Regions from separate parts of the Pan troglodytes genome. Here region 2 is linked to region 1. The links are chromatin contacts, called in public HiChIP or PLAC-seq maps. All regions are on one chromosome and are shown on one strand. Each heading gives the region's core, a stretch centred on a gene start, on an enhancer-like site or on the middle of the called end of the contact. The rest is flanking DNA. Distances are from core to core; before and after follow the strand shown. Region 1 holds the start of GJC3 (gap junction protein gamma 3). Region 2 holds the start of ZNF3 (zinc finger protein 3).

The links. HiChIP or PLAC-seq counts read pairs in DNA pulled down with a chosen protein or histone mark.
Region 2: a contact with region 1 is called in an H3K4me3 HiChIP or PLAC-seq map of stem cell-derived excitatory neurons, with 2.4 times the contacts expected there. The contact joins the promoter of ZNF3 here to the promoter of GJC3 in region 1. A contact is called at or near these places in 1 of 7 Hi-C or Micro-C datasets (blood) and 1 of 1 datasets of contacts at active chromatin or transcription factors (stem cell-derived excitatory neurons).

Annotation. Positions count from the first base shown.
Region 1 is chr6:109,391,576-109,399,089 of NHGRI_mPanTro3-v2.0_pri, forward strand. It overlaps GJC3 (gap junction protein gamma 3), which reads right to left and starts at 2,800. Exons shown (of 2, transcript XM_001143440.7): 1 at 1,961-2,800. The coding sequence starts at 2,741.
Region 2 is chr6:109,546,256-109,553,769 of NHGRI_mPanTro3-v2.0_pri, forward strand. ZNF3 (zinc finger protein 3) reads right to left here and starts at 2,724. Exons shown (of 6, transcript XM_063814806.1): 1 at 2,452-2,724.

The sequences.
Region 1 (7,514 bases), core at 1,550-4,049:
GAAAGGATGAAGCAACAAAAGAACGAAAGCAGGGATTTATTGAAAACCAAAGTACACGCCACAGTGTGGAAGCAATCCGAGCAGTGGTTCAAGGGCCCGGATACACAATCTTCTTGGGTCCCAATACCCACTAGAAGTTTCCCTTTGGCCAGTTCATGCTTTGCAGAAAGCAACCAATCAGAGGCTAGGGAGAAGTTACGAAGTTGCAAAGGAAAACTCATCTGCAAACAGCCTGATTTGTTGGGGACAGGCAATTTCCCATCTGCTGCACAGAAAAGGTGGGGGTGTTGCAAAGGGAGTAGCCTCTGGTCCTTGTGTTACTTAGGCAAGGAAAGTTAGAGTTTTCCTTTCAATTTAGTCCTAGGAAGTTGGCGTGAAACAGCCTTAGGTTCCCTTCCTCCAGAACCTATTCTCCTGCCTCACTTTAAGTGGATAAATTATATGGTGTATGAATTATATCTCAATAAAGCTGTTTTAAAAGGGGGTGGTATAAGGAAGAATTCCAAATGATGCTATTTGCGTTTTTCCTTGGTCACTTTGGCTGGGCTCTGGCTACAGTGGATGAGGGATTCTTATGAAGCACTTGTGTAGCAGGAAGAAAAAAAATTTTTCCTAGCTATTGCCAAAGCATCCCTTGGGATCCCCTAACTTACTTGGGGATAATTTGGGATTCAGAAAGAGAAAAAAAAATAGATAACTGCCTTTGTTGAGAATTTCAGGGCAAGAGAAAACTAAGAAAAGGGGGCAGCGTTCTGTTAAAAAAAAAAAAAGGGATAGAACAACACTGTCCAACAGAAATGACTAAGAGACTCGAGAAGACTGATATTCAGATTGCAGTTATCCGCCGAATCACACTGTGATGTCAGCCTCCCTTGCTGTGACTCCCAAATCAGCAAATCAGCAGTAGAACTCTACTGCCTTTTCTGTGTGGTATTGAGGGTTATGAACTTAAAGAGTAGGAACTTGGTCCAGCATGAGTTGCTGCAGTTCTGGAGACAATTGTAACAAGCTGCAACGAGAACTGCAGAAATGAAGAATGAGAATTGAGCAGAAATCAGAGCTATCAGTGATCAAGGGGGCCTAAGCCCCTGAATTCACAGTAATTTTCCTTAAGGATATGGCCGGGTATTTGAATAAATCTATAGATATTAGAGGACACTGACTTATATATGCTTGAAGCCCAGAGTTTCTGGCTTATGACATGTGCTGCAGGTCTGAGGGGCATTCGTTTACAAAACTTTGATGATAAGGGGAGCAGAGAATGTGGAAAAACAGAAAAGAGGTAAATGAAGCCACTGAGACAGGAAGGGGCATTATCTTCAGCAACAGGAATGCCAACAGCAGTCATCAATATTTATTGAGCAGGACAGGGGAGAGACACAGTTTAGGGAGGCTTCTCCCGGCTGACTCTTGAACCAAGCCCATAAAAATTGTGATGCTGACACCAGAAAATTCCAGTGAAAAGGCACAGTCAGGAAATGCTTTAGACTACATGGCCCAAGGGGCCCTTAGAGATCCTTCAACAGCCTCTAATTTGTCACAGACATGAATCCCCACTCACTGGATGTGGGAAAGAAGATTCAATCACAGGGTTTCCTTCAGGCAAGTCAGGTGTCTTTATAACTCTGCAAAGTAGAGAATCAAGAAGAAGCTGAGATTTTTCCTAAGTGGAGAGAGACCTAAATGGAAGTTCAGGAGGGACAACGGACTAGCACTCTTGTCCTTGTTCGCTGGAAGGAACCACCAAGTTGATGGGGATGGACATTGGGATAGATTTTGAGAGCAAGAGAGAACAAAGAAAAGGGTTGGGAGTGGCGGTCAGAACACATCTGCCTAGAACCCGGTTACCTACTTTGTAACATGCAGAAGTTGTACTTCCCAGAAAGGTGAGGGACCTGCCCCGGGAGGAGATCATCAGGACACAGACATCAGTGACAGGAAGAGAGCGTGTCCTTCTCACCTGCTTCTTGAAATTGCTCTTTGGTTTCCACCACTGGGAGGCTATCGGTTGCTTTCTTGTGTCTTCTGGTGCTCTCTGAAGTTGGGAAGTATTTAGAAGAGGAAGATTTGTGCTTCCAGGTCCTCCACCATCTCCCCAAACCCAGAAGCACAAGCTCCAAAAAGGTAAACAAGAGACAGAAACCGCTGACTCCAAACATGGTCTTTAGGAAAATGGTCTTCTCAGAGGGGCGGGACAGATTGCAGGTTATACTACCAAGGCAAGGTTCTCGGCGACATGCAAAGGAGCTGGGCATCTGGAACCCATACAGGTGGTACTGCAACCCCAGGGCTGCCCCCTCCAGGACAAGCCGAGCCCCCAGCTGAGCCACATAAGCCCAGAGCAGCCTGAGGCTTCCAGCCCCTGGGACATCTGTGTTGCCCTCCCGTCCCTGGATCAGGGTCTCCTCCTCCTTCCCCTTTCCTGATAATTCCCAGTGCCAGATCACGTGATACAGAGTGAAACCCATATAGAGGGCGCTGGGTACAGCCACCAAGATGACCTGGAAGACCCAGAAACGCAGCGGGGAGAGGGGGTGGAAGGCATCGAAGCAGGCAGCCTTGCAGCCCGGCTGCTGGGTGTGACACACGAATTCACTCTGCTCATCACCATAGACTCCAGGCCCACTGGCAGCCAGCAGCACAAGACGGAATCCCAGGAGCACGGGAAGCAAGAGGCGCCCCACGGGGGTGGAGCGCCGGCTCTCCTCCGCCAGCAGCCGCCGCAGGAACCTGCCACACATCCTGTTTTGGAGCAGAGGACAAGAGATCAGTGTTGTTCACTGTCCTTCAGAGGGAGCTCCAGTCCACCTTGTCACTCCTAATCCAAGGATCACTGAAGGCAAGCTTTTTTATTCCTCTCCAAGTATCTGACTGATTAAATACCAAGACTCTGATTGCACCTCTTTACTACTTAATGAAATCATCTATGTAAAATAATAACAGTGAGTGTGTGTGGTGTGGCTCTCTCTTCTGCCCTCCCCTTCTGTACTGCTGGAGTGGAGAGGAACTCTCAGGTTGGAGAGACCAGGGTACATCTTCATCTCTCTCTTTCCCTCCTTCCCTCCGTCTCTCTTTCCCAAAGGCTGAACGTAAGAGAGTAGACTGGGATGTTTCGTTAATTTTCCTTTGAGAGGTATTGCTTCCCCAGCTGATGGCTGCCAGGCCTGGTGCTCCTACAGCATCATCTTAAGCAAATTAGTGCTGATGCTGAGAGGGAATGTGCATTCTCTTGCTGTCTTCTTTTCTCTGCCTCGATGCCCTTGGATGATCACAGGTGTGTCTGGATGTCCTCTTCTCCCATCACAGTGGTAAAGTTGAGAGGTAGTTAGGTTATGGGGCTAGATGTGATGGATGAAATGAACAGAGCAAGCATCGAGGCTTGCTTTAGTCTGATGCTCTTAGGCCTTACAAGCTGAGGAAGAAGAGAACATTTGGAAGGTAACCCAGCAGAATTTACCAGAATTACGTACTATAGGATTTGGGGCCAGAGCCAGAACTGACTAGATAGAAATTCAGATTTCGACCCCCACTTGCCGTTGTTCCTTGGGCATATTATCTCCCTCATGGTGACAGGCGACCATGATCAAGGATAAGTTTCAGAAATCCCTCTGTTCCCCAGCCAAAATACCACAATGCTACAAGCCCAAGTTCACCATCTCTATATTTGTCCTAATCAGCTGCCTTCCCCAATGCCCAGCAGCTGTTTCAAACCGTCCCCATTTAGCCTAAATTCTCACTCATCTGGTTACCCTCACACTCAGAAGACCATGTGGTATGGTCTGAATGATGATCAAGATGCATATGCTAGAACCTAATACAGTAGTCCCCCCTCTTATCTGCGATTTCACTTTCTACAGTTTCAGTTACCCACAGTCAACAGAGGTCCAAAAATATTAAATGGAAAATTCCAGAAATACAAAATTAATGTTTTAAATTGTGTGCTGTTCTGAGTAGCACTATGAAATCTCACACCATCCCACCCAGGATGTGAATCATCCCTTTGTCCAGGGTATCCACGCTGTAGACGCTCCTTGCTGGTTTGTGACTTAATCGCCATTTTGGTTATCAGATCAACTATCAGTATTTTTGTATTTTAGTAGAAACAGGGTCACTATGTTGGCCAGGATGGTCTCAATCTCCTGACCTTGTGATCCACCTGCCTCGGCCTCCCAAAGTGCTGGGATTACAGGCATGAGCCACCATGCCCAGCCACAATTGTTCTATTTTCTTAGTAGTTATTGTTGTTAATCTCTTACTGTGCTAATTTGTAATTAAACTTTATCATAGGGATGTACATATGGGAAAAAAAACATAGTATATATGGAGTTTGGTACTATCCACAATTTCAGGCATCCACTGGAGGTCTTGGAACATATCTCCCACAGATAAGGTGGAAGTGCTGTACTCAGTGTGATAGTATTAAGAGGTGGAAAGGTGGAAGTGCTGTACTCAGTGTGATAGTATTAAGAGGTGGAGCCCTTACCAAGTGTCTTAGTCCATTTTGTGTTGCCACAAAGGAGAACCTGAGGCTGGGTGATTTATAAAGAGGTTTATTTGACTTACAGCTCTGCAGCCTGCACATCTGCTTAGCTTCTGTTGAGGGTTTCCATACTGTGTCAAAACATGGCAGGGAAGGTCAAAGGGGAAGAGGGACCAAACCCAAGGGGCATCCTGGCTTTACAACAACCCACTCTTGAGGGAACTAATCCATTCCCTCGAGAATGAATCCAGTTTCACAGAAGCAATAACCCACTCACTGCCACAAGAATGGCACCAAGTTATTCATGAGGAATCTGCCCCCAGGACCCAAACACCTCCCCCTAGACCCCACCTCCCAACACCATCAAACTATAGGGATTAAATTTCAACATGAGATTTGGTGGGAACAAACAAACCGTATCAAACCAGAGGTGATTAAGCCTTGAGGAAAGAACCTTCATGAATGAGATTAGTGCTCTTATAAAAGATGCTCCAGGGAGCCCCTCCATCCCTTCCCACTGTGTGAGGATACACAAGAGGTGCCATCTAAGAGGAACAAGCCCTTGCCAGACACTGAATCTGCTGGTGCCTGGATCGTGGACTTCTCAGCCTCCAGAACTTTGAGAAATAAATATCTCTTATTTATGAATTACCCTCTCTAAGGTATTTTGTTATAGCAGCCCAAACAGACGAAGACACCACGAAAACCTCTTACTCCAAAGAGAAAATAGAGACACTGATGTGAAACCCCACAGATACTACTTTCTCTTATCTTAATATTTACTTCCTTTTCTAACATTGTAGAGAAAGAAGTGGACCTACAGTTATCCAAGTTTACTCTGCCTTCCAAATCTGTGTCCTTGGGTCTCATCTTTCCTGCTTCTTCAAGGATTTGTTCCCCAAATTATCTTCCCTGTAATTTGGACTTCCCCTGTGGTCTCAGTCAGAAGGATGGGTTGAGATGAGTCCCAGGGACAATTCTAAGGGTCTCAATTGACCAGAGAAATATGTCATCATTCACCAACTGCAAGACACTATATTTTGAGCCATTAAGAGTCAGAGTTTGAGTTCATCTAGGTTGGTCACGCATCCTCCCTCAACCAGCCCCATCTGTGAGGATACCTGCAGCCCTGCCCCATCTTGTAAGTCTAGGGGGGGTGTCCCTGGATTTATGGGAAGCATCCCCAGGGCTCTGAGGGTTTCTGTCCTTCCTGTCTTGAGAGTTATCAGACTAGATGATCATTAGGTAAATTCTCAAGTCTTGCTGTCAGCCTTGTTTTATTTCGAAGTGCAGGTCCAGCACCCTCTAAACACATTTCCGTCACATTTCCAGCAGACGTGGAATTTCACACAGGGTGGGTCTGACATATTTCAAGGGTCAGGGATTCAAATCATTTCCACAGGCCGTATCTAGTGTCCCCTTTCTTTCTGTCTCTCCCATTCCCACCCCAGGCCCATGAAGAGACACCTAAATCCTCTCAGAGGCTCTCAGAACAAAGCTGAGGTCTCCAGAGCTCACCACAGAGCTTTGGGGTTTTGGAAAGGAGAGAGGGGCAACAGTAGAACAAAAGGACCTGCCCAGGGCCCCTTGATTTGGAGCTCTCATATCTAACCCTAAGCACCCTTCCTTGTCATTCACCTGCCTTCACCTGCAGCTGTTATCGCCAACACAATGCTTATGTCCCATGCTTTCAGGGCCTTCTGGAGGGTTCAGACAAAACTGTGCTTTCTGTCCCAAAGTCTGCATACCAAAGGGACCTCCCTATATGATAGCTTCCTACCCCCTTACCCCCTGCTTTTCAGGGACCCTGTGGTCTCTCCGATCTGGTCCAGCTGTCCCCAGCTCACCTTTCTCTTTCCCTAAGACCCACATCCTCCTCTCATCAACAAGTCTGCAGCTTTGCCCCACGGTGGACAGGGCCCCCAGGTCAAACTTCAGGACCTAGAGAGCTGAGGCTGAGAAGGAGGGGGAGATGTACCAAAGCCCCCAGCTCAGCATTGTTGGAAAAGCTCGGCTGAAGGGACACCCCTGTTTCTGAGTAGAGAAACAGCTTGCAAATAAAGTTGTCTGGGAGGTAGTAGAATTGGAGCTCTGTCAGGATTTTAGTCAGTGAAGCAACACCTGTGAGCTCAAGAGTTGGGAGAGGAAGGAAAGGCCAGGGTTTGGAGAAATTTTCTAATATCCAAAGAGATTTTGAAATTCCATCATGATTTTGGTGTGAATTTTTCTTATCATCTCTTGGGAGAAAATGTCCAGGATTCTGTTGGTGGCAGAATCCATGTCAAAGATTTAAGGTATGAGGGAGGGAATGCCCACCCCATCTGGCCTGGAATACCTTCTAGATGCTTTTATCCAGTGTGGCAACAGCAGCAACACTGGCATCACCAGGCATGCAGAATCTCGGGCCGTATCCTAGGCCTCCTAAGTCATATCTGAATTTTGATAATATCCTCAGGTATGATCATGTCAGAGTTGGAGAAGCCTCTCGAGAACCCAGAGCAGCCCCCCTACCACCACCACCACCACGAGGCCCTGAGCCAGCTCAGTGGCTCTCTGTCCCTGCACTCACCCAGTGGCTTTCAGCAGAAGCATTCACAACAGGGGAGAGGAGTCCTCAGGCTGGAGCCTGTGGGGTCCCACTCTTCCCTGGCCCAGCCTCCTGCCACCACCCACTTCTTTTCCCTCCCCTTTTCATTCCTGGCAGCCTTCATGAAGGGGAAAAGAATTGCAGCTGGAGCAGCAGCAGGCCTGCTGTTAAAGAATGAGTTCTGCAGAATAACCAACCCTCTGTTGTTGAGAGTAAGGGGTGTTTTCAAAGTGAACCGAAACAGGGATTTTCAGATCATCTGAAGGGGGAGCAATGGCTTCATTGTGTTTCCAGCACTGGGGCATGAAGGCAATGACAGGTAGAATAAAACCCCCCTGCTCTCCTGCCCAAAGTAGCTGAAGCACAAGCTTACCCACAGAAGAATGTGTGTGTGCACGTATGTATAAGTGTGAGTGTGTATTTGTATGTCTTTGTGTGTTTGTGTGT
Region 2 (7,514 bases), core at 1,474-3,973, 150 kb after region 1:
TAAAGGTGTGCACTGCCACATCTGGCTGAGTTTTTTTAAGTTCTTTTTGTAGAAATGCAGCCTCACTATGTTGCTCAGGCTGGTCTCAATCTCCTGGCCTCAAGTGATTCTCCCACCTCAGCCTCCCAAAGTGCTGGGATTACAGGCATGAGCCACCGAGTCCAGCCTAAACTTCATTTCTAATCAAGACATTTAGAGAAAAGGAAAAAAAAGAGAATACTTATTATATGCTAATAAATACCAATTAAGACCACCACCACAACTAGTATTTGCGTTGCACCCGTGGAGAGATGAAAGGGAATGGTAGGTTCTCAGGTCCACCTCCACCCAGGGTAAGAAAGTTCTAACGTTCTGTCAGCTAACTTGCTAGACACTGTGCTCCGAACTACTTCAGCAGGGGATCCACATTGCACAGCTGAGCCATTAGAAGTCTTCAGGTGATTCGCTGAAAATCTATCTCCTTGGACCTTCACCGCACAGAGACCTAGTGCATCACAGAAATTCAATGACTGGCGACGTGCAGTGGCTCACGCCTGTAACCCCAGCACTTTAGGAGGCTGAGGTGGGAGGATTACTTGAGCCCAGGAGTTCCAGGCTATGGTGAGCCATGATGGCACCACGGCACTCCAGCCGGGGGCAACAGAGCAAGACCTTAATACACACACAAACATTTTAAAAGGGAAAAAAAAAAAAGGCCGGGCGCAGTGGCTAACGCCTGTAATCCCAACACTTTGGGAGGCCAAGGCAGGTGGATCACTTGAGGCCAGGAGTTGCAGACCAGCCTGGCCAAAAGGGCGGAACCCCGTCTCTACTAAAAATACAAAAAAATTCGCCGGATGTGGTGGCGGGCGCCTGTAGTCCCAACCACTCGGGAGGCTGAAGCAGGAGAAGCGCTTGAACCGGGAGGCGGAGATCGCGCCACTGCACTCCAGAGACAGTCTCAAAAATAAATAAAAATTAATTTTTTTAAAAAAAAGAGCTTCAATAACAGAATCTTCTCCTTCCACCCGACTGTCCATCAAACACGTATAATCAAATGATGCCCACTCTCCACAGATGTCTTTTCTGGAGAAAATAATACGCTCAGTTCCTCTAATTAGCCCATCGGTTTCAGGTTCATCACTCTGCTATCTTCTCCTGGAGTTTACACAAGCCCTTCAGAGTGTAAACACCGATGTGGATTCAATCCCACTTCCGGAGAGAGGATCAAACCAGGAATCTAATACAACTGAAAACGGAGCCTGAGCCAGGTGTATCACTCGATGCACTGGGCTCCAGCAGGATTACCCCTGGAATCGGCGTCTGCACCCACTCCCAGCCCTCGTGCTAACTGTGTACGCTTAGCAGAATTTCTCTGATCCTTGGACCCAGCTGCGTAAAAATAAACTTCCTCTCCTGCCACGGGCGCGAATAACTGTGTTAACATCAAATAAAAACGTCTGGGAGAAATACCAAGTTAGGGTCGCTGTCATTAGCTGCTTTCAAGAGAGAGGCGCCCCTACCGCTCTGCTGAAACTTTTAAACGCTCCAGCTGGGTCGCCGTTAAAGTCACAAAACCAGAACCGGAGCCCCATTACTAACCCCTACGCAGGATCCCGCTAGGCTAGGGGGATCCCTGGGGAAGCGGAGTAGAGGACGGGCTGCAGGGGACGGAGGGGCGCCTCCCCGAACCCTGCTCCGGGCCGGCCGGGGGACCCTGCGGGCCGCAGTGGCACAGACACCACCCCCTTCCCCGGCGACCACAGCCTCCGTCTCACCGCGAGACCCGGGGACGCGTGGACTCACCCTGGGGGCAGGGACGACAGATTTGGGGGACCAGACACGGACCAGGCCCTGTTGGACCCTGTCACAGACCCACACACCGGGGACAGAACAAAGAACGGAAGTTCCCCCTCGTTTCGCTTCCGGGTCGGTTGTTCTTGCCACTCACCCGTACCCCCAACGCCCACTTGTTCTGTCTAGGAAAATGGGAGGTCCTCGCCTCTCTGTGGTTTGCTGACTCAGGGCGGCTGGCAGGCGGCGAGGGCAAGGAGCGCGATCGCTGACGCGGCACTCGGGGATCTTTCGCTGCGGGGGCTGGCCGGCTGCGCCCTCTGCTGGCCACGAAGGTGCGAAAGCGGCCGACCACGGTCCTGGGCCTCAGGACATGCGCTCCAGCGTCGCCGGCCTTGGGGGCGGGCGGCGGGGGCGCGCGGGGATGTCGAGCCCGCGCTTCTCAGGCTTGCTCGCGAAGGGCAGCAGTAAACATACAATTATTGAAGGATTCATCAATATTAAAAAATGAACCCTGATTTAAAACTTGCCTCCGAACAAACCGAGTTTTTTTTGTTTCTTGTAAAAATGCCCCCTTTAAATTACCCACATCTGAAGAAAACATTCCAGTCCATCACAGAGTTGACGTGAGGAAAAAACCCGTGTACAGGTGATGAGAGCAGAGAAGAGGAAGCTTACCGGCCGGGCGCGGAGGCTCACGCCTGTAATCCCAGCACTTTAGGAGGCCGAGGCGGGCGGATCACCTGAGGTCAGGAGTTCGAGACCAGCCTGGCCAACATGGCGAAACCCCGTCTCGACTAAAAATACAAAAAAATTACCCGGGCGTGGTGGCAGACGCCTGTAATCCCAGCTACTCTGGAGGCTGAGACAGGAGAATCGCTTGAACCCAGGAGGCGGAGGTTGCAGTGAGCCGACATCGCACCACTGTACTCCAGGCTGGCCACAGAGTGAGACTGTATCAAAAAAAAAAAAAAAAAGGAAGCTACAGGTGGAAGCGAGGCGGGGATAGTCAAGGAAGTGACCGTGTCCTGGAGACGCGGCAACCGTGGTGATCGCAGTCAACACAGTAAGCCCCAGCATTCGCATTGTAATTGAGCTCATTCAAGCTGAGCGCTCTCCAGTAGGGACTTTCCCCTGTAGGGAGCATGCGCATTTTGATTTCACCTGTCCTCAAACTGACCCTTTGCTCATTATCTTGGTAAAAAACACGCCCCTGGGTGGAAATTTAAGATGCTAATGAAACATGCAATGTATGAACAAGCCTGTACACCCACTGCGCATGTGCACCTAGAGGACCACCCAGAACATACTTACTAGTAACACTTCTCCCACCCCCTTATGAATAATCGTGTAAGACCCCCTACAAAGGGGCTCTCTCTAGAGCCAGCCTTTGCTGTTTCATCCTTAGGAGCAGCCCTCCCTGAACTAACTCTCTCTATCTCTCTCTCTCTCCCAGGGTGTACTGTCTACTCTGCACTTAACTTTCAAAATACTATTTTCCTTTTGCAATAAATTACTCTATGCTGGATTTCCTTTGACATGTGTTTCTTTTATTCTTTTTCCTTTTTTTTTTTTTTTTTTTTGTTGTTGTTGTTGTTGTTGTTGAGAGGAAGTCTCACTCTTGTCACCCAGGCTGATTCTCGTGCCTCAGCCTCCCAAGTAGCTGGGACTACAGGCGTGTGATACCATACCCGGCTAATTTGTGTGTATTTTTAGTAGAGACAAGGTTTCACCATGTTGGTCAGGCTTGTCTCGAACTCCTTACCTCAAATGATCTGCCGCCTCAATCTCCCAAAGTGCTGGGGTTACAGGTGTGGGCCACCGCGCCCGGCCTCCTGTGTGTTTCTTGTTTAAATTTTTTTTTTCTTTTGAGACGGGGGTCTTACTCTGTCACCCAGGCTGGAGTGCAGTGTTGTGATTTCGGCTCACTGCAACCTCCACCTCACAAGGTCAAGTGATCCTCCCACCTCAGCCTCCCAAGTAGCTGGAACCCCAGATGCATGCCACCACGCCCGGCTACTTTTTTGTAGAGACGGAGGGTTTTCACCATGTTGCCCAGACTGGTCTCAAACTCCTGAGCTCAAGGGATCCGCCCACCTCAGCCTCCCAAAGTGTTGGGATTACAGGTGTGAGCCACTGCACCCAGCCTTAAATTCTTTTAAACTAAGAAGATAAGAAATGAGGTATCACAATAGCCATCAATAGAAGGAAAGCACCTCATCATGTTCATGCTTTCCTCTGCCTTCTTCAACATATGAAGTCTTTTTTTTTTTTTTAGAGACAGGGTCTCACTCTGTCACCCAGGCTGGAGTGCAGTGGCGCGATCCTACCTCACTACAGCCTCAACCTCCTGGACTCAGGCGATCCTCCCTCCTCAGCTTCCAGAGTAGCTGGGACCACAGGCACGCACCATCACACCTGGCTTCCTTTCTGTTTTGTAGACTGGGTGCTGCCAGTTCATGAATCCCTAATAAAGCCAACTCAATCTTTAAAATTCAATTTGTTGGCCGGGTGCAGTGCTTCACGCCTGTAATCCCAGCACTTTAGGAGGCCGAGGCAGATAGATCACCTGAGGTCAGGAGTTTGAGACCAGCCTGGCCAACATGGTGAAACCCCGCCTCTACTAAAAATACAAAAACAAAAATTAGCCGGGAGTGGTGGCAGGCACCTGTAATCCCAGCTACTTGGGAGACTGAGGTGGCAGAATGGCTTGAACCTGGGAGGTGGAGGTTGCAGTGAGCCGAGATCGCACCACTGCACTCCAGCCTGGGAGCGACAGAGAGATACTCCATCTCTCTCTATAGATACGTATCCTGAAGTATGTTTATGGTCTGTTTCCTACAACTAGGGTATAAGCTCCATGAGGTCAGGACTTCGTTTTGTTTAGTGATGTACCTGCTGCCTGGTAGGCACTCCCAAATATTTGTTAAATTAATGACTGATAAGTGAATAGATAACCACTGACCCATACCAAAAAGGAGCACTTGCTTTTTGTTCGTTTTTGTTTTTGGGGTGGGGAGATTTTTTTGGTTTGCTTGTTTGTTTTGAGACAAACAAATATGGCGAAACTCTATCTCTACAAAAAATACAAAATTTAGCCTGGCGTGGTGGCACGCATTTGCAGTCCCAGCTACTTGGGAGGCTGAGATGGGACAGTCACTTGAGTTCAGGAGGTTGAGGCTGCACTGAATTGTGATTGTAACACTGCACTCCAGCCTGGGTGACAGAGCAAGACTCTGTCTCAAAAACAACAATAACAAACACAAAACAAAACAAAACAAACAAAAAAGAAACGTTTAGCAAACTTAGTTCTAAAATGCGCACAATCAACTGATTCAATGTCAAAGTCATCCTTAAATTCCACAATAATCTCTTGTTTTATGAGCTGTATAATTATCTGAACAATGTTTCAAAAGCACCTGAAACAACAAGGCAAAGGAGTTCTTTAATGTGTGAGAGAGCAGTGCAAACGATCAACTTTACTAACCCTAGAATAATTCTCTTCTTGTTTTTATTTTAGCCTTCTATCTAGCTGAGAAGCACTATGCTCCTTGGAAGCTGCCTAGCATTCTTTAAAGAGAGACATTTTTCTGGCCAGGCACGGTGGCTCACACCTGTAATCCTAGCACTTTAGGAGGCCGAAGCAGGTGGATCGGTTGAGGCCAGGAGTCTGAGAACTGACTAGCCAACATGCTGAAAACCATCTCTACTAAAAATACAAAAATTAGCCAGGTGTGGTGGCGCAAGCCTGATATCTCAGCTACTTGGGAGGCTGAGGCACAAGAATCACTTGAACTCAGGAGGTGGAGGTTGCAGTGAGCCAACATCTCACCAAAGAGATACATTTTTCTGACCTGGTTTTTCCAAATAGAAACAAGGCATTAGGTACTTTTCTTTGACAACCCTCTCAGTTTGTCCAGACCTGGTTGGTTTATCACTGGGGACTAGAATAAAATAAATTCCTTTTTAACATCCCTTTGGCGAGAAGACCCCTCTTCCTGCAGGATTTCTCAAGTCCGTTCCATTGAGGGTTGCTGGCCCCTTCAAGTTTCCTTCATCCAGGCTCCTAAATGGAGAGATTGCATAATTCCCCTGTAAATTACAACTATCACCATATGGGGCTGTTCAGGGTCATAACACAGTTCTTCACCTGCTTTCTAGGAGCTTACACTTTGGGTGGGGATACAGACACCTAGAGCCAGAGTCTGTCTGGCTCTTTCTAGGTGTCTGTACCCCTCTTTGTAGGGGTGGCAGGAGGAGCAGTGTGTGCAACTTGCTTAGGTTTAGGGGTAAGGAGGGGGTGGAGCAGCCTAGGCTTGCCAGATGTGAATTTTGGGTTTTTTTATGAGACAGAGTCTTGCTCTGTCACCCAGGCTGGAGTGTGGTGGTGTGATCTCGGCTCGCTGCAACCTCCGCCTCCCGGGTTCAAGTGATTCTCCTCCCTCAGCCTCTCGAGTAGCTGGGATTACAGGCATGCACCACCACGCCTGGCTAATTTTTGTATTTTTAATAGAGATGGGGTTTCACCATCTCTACTGGTCGAGACCAGGCTGGTCTTGACCTCCTGACTTCAGGTGATTCACCCACCTCGGCCTCCCAAAGTGCTGAGATTACAAGCATAAGCCACTGTGCCTGGCCAGGAACTCAGTATTTAAGGGAAGAAAGCATGCAAGAGGAAAATAAGGAAGAAGGAGGGGCAGTGAGGCAAATGTTTTTTGTTTTGTTTTGTTTTGTTTTTCTTGAGACAGTGTCTCGCTCTGTCAGCAGGCTGGAGTGCAGTGGCGCAATCTCGGCTCACTGCAACCTCTGCCTCCCAGGTTCAAGCGATTCTTGTGCCTCAGCCTCCCAAGTACCTGGTACTACAGGTGCGTGCCACCATGCCCAGCTAATATTTTGTATTTTTAGTAGAGACGGGGTTTCACAGTGTTAGCCAGGATAGTCTCAATCTCCTGACCTCGTGATCTGCCTGCCTCGGCCTCCCAAAGTGCTGGGATTACAGGCGTGAGCCACTGCACCCAGTCCAGCAAATGGTTATTTTATTTTATTTTTTGAAATAGAGTCTCAATCTGTTGCCCAGGCTGGAGTCCAGTGGGTCCATCTCGGCTCACTGCAATCTCCACCTCCTAGGCTCAAGTGATTCTCCTGCCTCAGCCTCCCAAGTAGCTGAGATTACAGGTGGGCACCACCACACCCGGCTAATTTTTGTATTTTTAGTAAAGATGGGGTTTTGCCATGTTGGCCAGGCTGGTCTTGAACTCCTGGCCTCAAGTGATCCACTCGCTTCCCAAAGTGCTGCGATTACAGGCATGAGCCACTGCACACCCTGCTGCAAATTGTTACTTTTTTGTGAGTTTCTCATTAGTGTTCGGTAAATCTACATTTTATGTAAGATACAATAAACATTTGAAAAGAGGGAGTGGAGGAAAAAGTCAGTTATGCATCTGTCTCAGGATAGGTGGAGGGATGATTCCTGGTCTCTTCCTTGTTCTATAATTGGGAAGATAAGCTTGTAATCAACATTGTCAGTATGAGATTTCACAGAACTCGGATTAGGGCTGGTTTATAGGGGGAATGTTTATGCTGAAAGATTTAGAGGCTAATGAGGAATTTCCTGGCAAGCAATTTGTGAGGAAGACCATCTGGGGAGGTATATGCCTTTTGCCATTGTAGGAACCTGGCTTATGTATGAGGCTATGACACAGGGTTGTGGAATTACAGCTATCTGGGAACAAAAAGGAAGG